Regions from separate parts of the Pan troglodytes genome. Here region 2 is linked to region 1. Evidence: chromatin contacts called from public HiChIP or PLAC-seq data. All regions are on one chromosome and are shown on one strand. Each heading gives the region's core, a stretch centred on a gene start, on an enhancer-like site or on the middle of the called end of the contact. The rest is flanking DNA. Distances are from core to core; before and after follow the strand shown.

The links. HiChIP or PLAC-seq counts read pairs in DNA pulled down with a chosen protein or histone mark.
Region 2: an H3K4me3 HiChIP or PLAC-seq map of stem cell-derived excitatory neurons shows a contact between it and region 1, with 5 times the contacts expected there. The contact joins the promoter of NAV3 here to the promoter of E2F7 in region 1. A contact is called at or near these places in 1 of 7 Hi-C or Micro-C datasets (stem cell-derived neural progenitor cells) and 1 of 1 datasets of contacts at active chromatin or transcription factors (stem cell-derived excitatory neurons).

What each region holds. Positions count from the first base shown.
Region 1 is chr10:83,843,740-83,846,728 of NHGRI_mPanTro3-v2.0_pri, reverse strand. It overlaps E2F7 (E2F transcription factor 7), which reads left to right and starts at 1,399. Exons shown (of 13, transcript XM_001161983.7): 1 at 1,399-1,663; 2 at 2,373-2,465. The coding sequence starts at 2,373.
Region 2 is chr10:84,096,488-84,099,476 of NHGRI_mPanTro3-v2.0_pri, reverse strand. NAV3 (neuron navigator 3) reads right to left here and starts at 1,581. Exons shown (of 40, transcript XM_016923897.4): 1 at 1,272-1,581.

The sequences.
Region 1 (2,989 bases), core at 150-2,649:
AGCCTGGGTGACAGTGCAAGACTCCGTCTCCAAAAATAAAATAAAATAAAAATATTTGGAGGGTAAGTGGTGAAGAATGGAGTCTTGGTATAGAAAGGAAAATGACACCTTTGCTGTAAAGTATATGGGGGGTAGGGACATGTCTGTACATTTAAGAATGTCTGATGCTTTAAGAAGGCTGTCTCACATTTCATTTGAGGGATATCTTACAAAATACTTGACCAATACTACTCAAAAATGTCCAGGTATCAAAAATGAGGAAAGTATGAGAAACTGTCATAGCCAAGAGGAGCCTAGAGACATAGGAACTAAAGGTAATGTGGTATCCTGAACAGAAAAAAGGGCCATTAGGAAAAAATTAAGTAAATCTGAATAAAGTAATGACTTGAGCTCAGAAGAATGTACCAATATTAGATCATTAATTTAAAAAAATATTCTATACTAACACAAAATGTTAATAGTGGGTGAAATTGGGTGCTGAATATATGGGAATTCTTGGTACTATCTCAATTTTTCTGTAAATTGAAAACTTCTAAACAATAAAGTCTATTTTGTAAAAAGTCTATCTCTACCAACATTCATATTTTAAACAAGAAACTGTAGGATGAAAGAAGTGAAACATTTAATACAGATCAGTGGTGTTGAGGAAATTTTCTAGACTGTCTCCCAGAATGCTAGTCCCTATTGCAAAGAACTACTTTTTTATATAAAGCTTTTTCCCTCCTAATTATTTGCAATTTGCTGAAAAGGGAACACCAAAAAACATTTCCGGATTTGCCACACACACAAAACAAACAAACAAACAAAAGTTAGAAAAACTTCTGGTTTGGCTTCCAGTCTTGTCTCCAGGGCTAACTGGCGTGCCATCTGCTCGCAGCAGAGCGGTAACCATGTGTCACACCAGCGTGCGATGTTAAGAAGTTTGCCCCGGCAAGTCTGGACAACTCCGCTTCCGCACAGGTTGCTGAGGGCGGGCGGGGATGGCGGCAGCAGCATCCAGAGGGTGTAGATCGTTCTTCCAAACCCCATCTGCTTTCCTCTCCTCTGGCTGTGCCCGGGGTCCCCGGGCGCGGCAAGCCGCGGGGACGTGCGCGGGTCTTCTATGCATAACAAAAGAGCCCTCCTCCTCCTCCTCTTCCTTCTCCCGCCGCCCCGCGCCGCCCCCACCTTGGCTTCCCGCGGCCGCCGGGGCCCGCGTCCCCAGCAGGAATTGGCTCCCGGGCCCGAGGTTTCCAGGTACCCGGAAGGGGGAGGGGGCCGAGGCGGCAACAATTGGGCGGGTGAGGGCAAAACGCGCGGCTCGGAGCGCCAAGACTCCGAGGGGCGGTGAGCCCGGGCCGTGCCGCCGCACGATTGGCCGGGGCCGCCCCGCCGGCCGCCGCTGATTGGTGGATTCTCAAATTCGGTCTCAAGGCGCCAGAGGAGGTGTTTTAGCGGGGACTACGATCCAGGCTGGAGTTGCGCTCGGCCGGTCTGAGCGCTGGCGCTGCCCGGACGCCACGGGGTCCCCGCCAGCCCAGGGCACTCGGCGCGGGGATCTGCGCGCCTCGCTCTCCCTTCCCGATGCCGCCGCCCGGCTGCTGATCGCCGCACCACCTTCCCTCATCGGCTTGGGTCCGTGGAGGTCCCTGCAGAGGCAGGAAGCCTCCTTAGGAAAGCAGGGGTAAGCGTGCGTCCCCAGCGCCAGTGGGGAGGCGGGAATTGGGATACAGGGCCCACTCCCGCCCCGGCTGCCAGCCTGCCACTCCTGACGTCCCCCGGCTGGCGAGGGCTCGAGATGTTTCTGCCGGGGAACCCGGTGCGCAGAGGGTGTGCCGGGTGCAGCTCTCACTCCGGCCCGGCAGTAGAGGGGATTTGCCCTTCCCCACAACTTGGAGCTTTCATTGGAGAAGTTTATTTGGGGGATCTGCTTGGAGGCCTGGGAAGGGGCTGCGCTCAGCGCTGAGTGGGTTTGGTCTAGCGATCGGGTTTCCTTCCCCCGATTCAAAACCCCTCAAAGCCGAATTCCTCTCAGTTCTTTGCGCCAAAATTAACTGACCTGGGAGACCCTGTACTTTTCTGACAGATTTGCCCAACACCCTTCCGACTTGGTAACTTTATTTTGCCATCTAGCTTTTCATAAGGAGTTACTATTTTTGTAGATTTTTTTCTTCCCAGATTTTCAGTATTACTAAGCACACTTTAGGTGTTTGAGTTTGTTCGCGTGAGTTTTAGAAAGTTGAGGGTGGCTACAACTCCTGGAAATGCCCAGGATGTGCTTAGAGAAGGAGGAATTTCATATTGACAAACAAGGAACACATATGTAGATATTTTTGTTTGAGGAAAAAATACCTAATTGCAAAATCATTTTCTAGTGTAATTGTGCATTACAGATGGAGGTAAATTGTTTAACACTAAAAGACCTGATCAGCCCCAGGCAGCCCAGACTAGATTTTGCAGTTGAAGATGGGGAAAATGCACAAAAGGTAAGCAAACATAAACACCTTAGTTTCTAATATATTAAGGATGGTGATGTTGAATTCAATTAAGTGTTCCAACATGCCATTTGTATTTGTATTTAAGCATAATAATTAATATTGATAAACATTATAGAAACATTCTTTTTTAAAACTAGAGCCATCCAAACCATTATTGTTGGAATTCTACTCTCAGATATAGTGGGAAAAATAGGCAAGGTTACATGTAATGTTGTAACCAATTTATATAAGTCAAAAATATGCTGGCTACAGCAATCAAAGTTTATAATACAGTTGTCAAGGGTGGTGTAGCTAGTGCTCTGTAGGAATGCTAAGCCTCAGTTCCCAGGAAAATAGACCTTTGCAGGCATAAATGCTGGATTATTAAAGTGCTGTGAAATGTCTTCATACCAATGAACTAGCTCCCAGAGACTGTTCCATTCACCCAAGAGTAGACCTGTGCCTACTATATAGGGAGATAAAGTGGCTGAACTCATCAGTATATTCTGAATATTTTACCATACTGTTGCTAG
Region 2 (2,989 bases), core at 332-2,831, 250 kb before region 1:
GTCTGCCTGGCTCTCCAGTTTTCTTAGGACCCTGTACCAGAGGTTGCCACTCCAGCCAGCTTGGACGTTGGAAGCTAGAAATCTGAACCTTAATTATGACCCACTCGTTCCACTGACTGGGTAGTGCAAACGTGAGTGATGTTCAAAGACGAGAAAATTAAGATAATAGAAGTTGCCTGCTCCTTAAAAACTGGAGGACAAGAACCTGTCTCCCAACTTTCCTAAAATTAAATGTCAAAGAGGGAGAAGAGTATATCAGTAATTTAAGAGGGAAGTTTATCTAGAATAAGGCCAGATTTTTTTTCAAAGCTACATTTATTTATACCCATGGCTTATGTGGGTTTAAAACATATGCAGCCCTTACAATACATGTCATACTTGGAGCACGGAAGCTAGCTGCAGAACTGATTCTGACATACAGGCGCCTAGCTTAGAATGCATTTCTGTGGAATTCAGGGAGATCAATAGACTCGGGAAACAAATATGTTGATGGATGAGGACGGGTCTGAAAACGACCAGGTTGAGGTGACCACGCTGCAGGTTTCACAGCTATTCCACGTTGGTAGAACGAAAGGGTTACACACGATTCCCCTTTCTTTAAAAGGGAAAGGAAAAAAAGGAAATGAGGGGAGAAAAAAAGAGGAAATGGAAGGAAGAGAATGAAGCGAGTGGTGAGTAAAGGAAGAAAGAAATGAGGACGGGGAAAGAGAAAGAGAGAATCCCGAAGAGGGGCGGGGGAGTGGGAAGGATAGCTATGATGTATGGACGCTCACCAGCCACCAGCCAAGCGCTCCATCACCCCCAAGCCTGCATCCCTCCCTCACTCGTCTGGAGACCTCGGGTTCCTCCGCCCTGGCGCTGACAGCCCTCCCCGTGACCCCGGCGCAGGCCACGCCGAGATGCCCAAAGTGGCCCACCGCAGCCAGCCCATCCGAACCCGCCACTCCCAGGACCGCGCTGGCCACCCCCATCCCCGACGTCCCCCCGCACCCCCATCAGTAGTGTCAGGGGAAAAGCCGAGAAGAGTGCAGCGAAGAGGAAAAAAATAAAGAAGGGGAGGGGGCGGGGGAGACGACCAAAAACAATTTTTAAAAATAATCTCATCATGGGTCCTGGAGAAGCAGCAGGGAGGAGACCCGTGACAGGCACCTGGAAACGAACACGCTGTTGCAAATACCCCGGGCTCCGTTGGGCTGGGCGATTTTCCACAAAAGGAACTTTGCAAGGAGCGCAGCGGTTTGCAATGGAAGAGGAGGAGATCGCAGCGTTACCTGGCCGAGGTCTTGCCGGCGGGCCGCGGAAATCCTCAGGTTTGCGATTTTGAGCCACTTGATCAGGTTACTATGGAAATCGTCTTAAGGAGATGGAGAAAAAAAAGAAAAACCAACCGAGGCACATCCTTGTCACCCAGAAAGAAACTGCTCGGGCCGCTGAGAGCGGGTGCGGGACCGGGCGCGGGACCGGGCGCGGCGCCTCTCCCGGCCCGGCTCGCTCTTTCTTCCCTCCTCGGCCGGGCCGCGCCTCCCCGCCCCGCGCCGCCGCCACCTAGCAGCCCGCGGGCCGAGCCGAGCTCTCCGCGGCGCGCAGCCGGGAGCGAAAGCGCGAGCTCGCTCTCAGCCTCCAGCCGGCCTGGGCGGCGAGTGGCGCTGTTTCCCAGCCGCGCAGCTGGAATTTAAAGAGACAGGCGCGTCGCGGGGTCTGGGCCCTTGCCCAGGAGAGGAGCCCACGGGAGGCCCACCGTCTTGGAACCGCGCGGGATGGACGGAGCGGGCCCTGCGAGAAAAGTTTCCTGCGGGAACGGCGGGAGGAGCGCCTGAGGACCAGCCTCAGCTTCCTCTCCAGAATGCAGAACACAGGCTGCAAGGAGAGTAAGAGGGATTTTTTTTCCTCCCTTAGAGACTAAGGGGGAAATGATTTGTATGCTCAACAAGTCTTGCATCTATTTTCAGCTGCTCTAGTTTCCGTCCATGAACACCGACTTATTTTCATTGAAAGCACACCTACAAACGGGGGATGGGCTGGGGGGTGGGTCACTCTTCATTTTATGTCCTACGAAGCAGAGAGGCATGGGTTTAGAGGAAGGTGGTGATGGGAAGATATAGCTGTCAAATATCTGGGATTTTTTTTTCTCTTCCTCTCTCAGCCAAAGAAGCGTCTCCTTTTCTCTCCCCTCACTCCGAATCCTGTAGGATAGACTTGAAGGTCTATTGAACCTTTACTCCAGGATTATCCACAGGCTCACCTGCCCGCCTACTGGCACCTTTTCTCTACAGCTAGGAAGGCAGGTCTACTTCTGTTGCTGAGAAGAAGCAAGATCCAGCAGAAAGAGGAGTCTAGCCTGGCCCTTTTCTATTCCTAGCTGAAAAACAGCTTTCAGTGGGCAGGTCTCTCACCGTTTCACTGTTACAAATAAGGCTCAGATCTCAACTGCTGACACGCAACCCAAACAGGATGTGCAGACCAATTCACATGGTTTGAGACCACCACATATTTGGAGAACCTGAGGAATTACGATGCAATCCATTTATTTTTCTGTCCTAACCATCACCTTTCATGCATTATATTACTAAACAGTCTCTGAAGTACTAGTTCAACTTGAATCCCTCCCCTGGAGAAGAGGTAGTAAGGGGACTCTCCTTATGGTCTTGTCTAGATCAACCAAACCGATTCCAGAGTCACTCTGGCATACAGTAGTAGACGCTCCATACATATGGATGGCATTATCAGAAAAAAAAAGTGAATCTAGATTACCAACACCTTGTGGGCAGGATTCATAGAGTATTCTGTGTTCTATCTTAGACTATACATTTTTATGAGCCCTACACATAGGAAGGATGCTACATTTTAACTCAAGTGTCTTAAGCTTCTTTCCTGTATCTCCCTACCAACTTAACCTCCAGTCCTCTCACCTCCACCACGCTTCCTTCATGTTGCTCTTCCATCTTGCTTGCAGAGCAAGCCTTCCAAATAAATATTATGAGTCTTATAT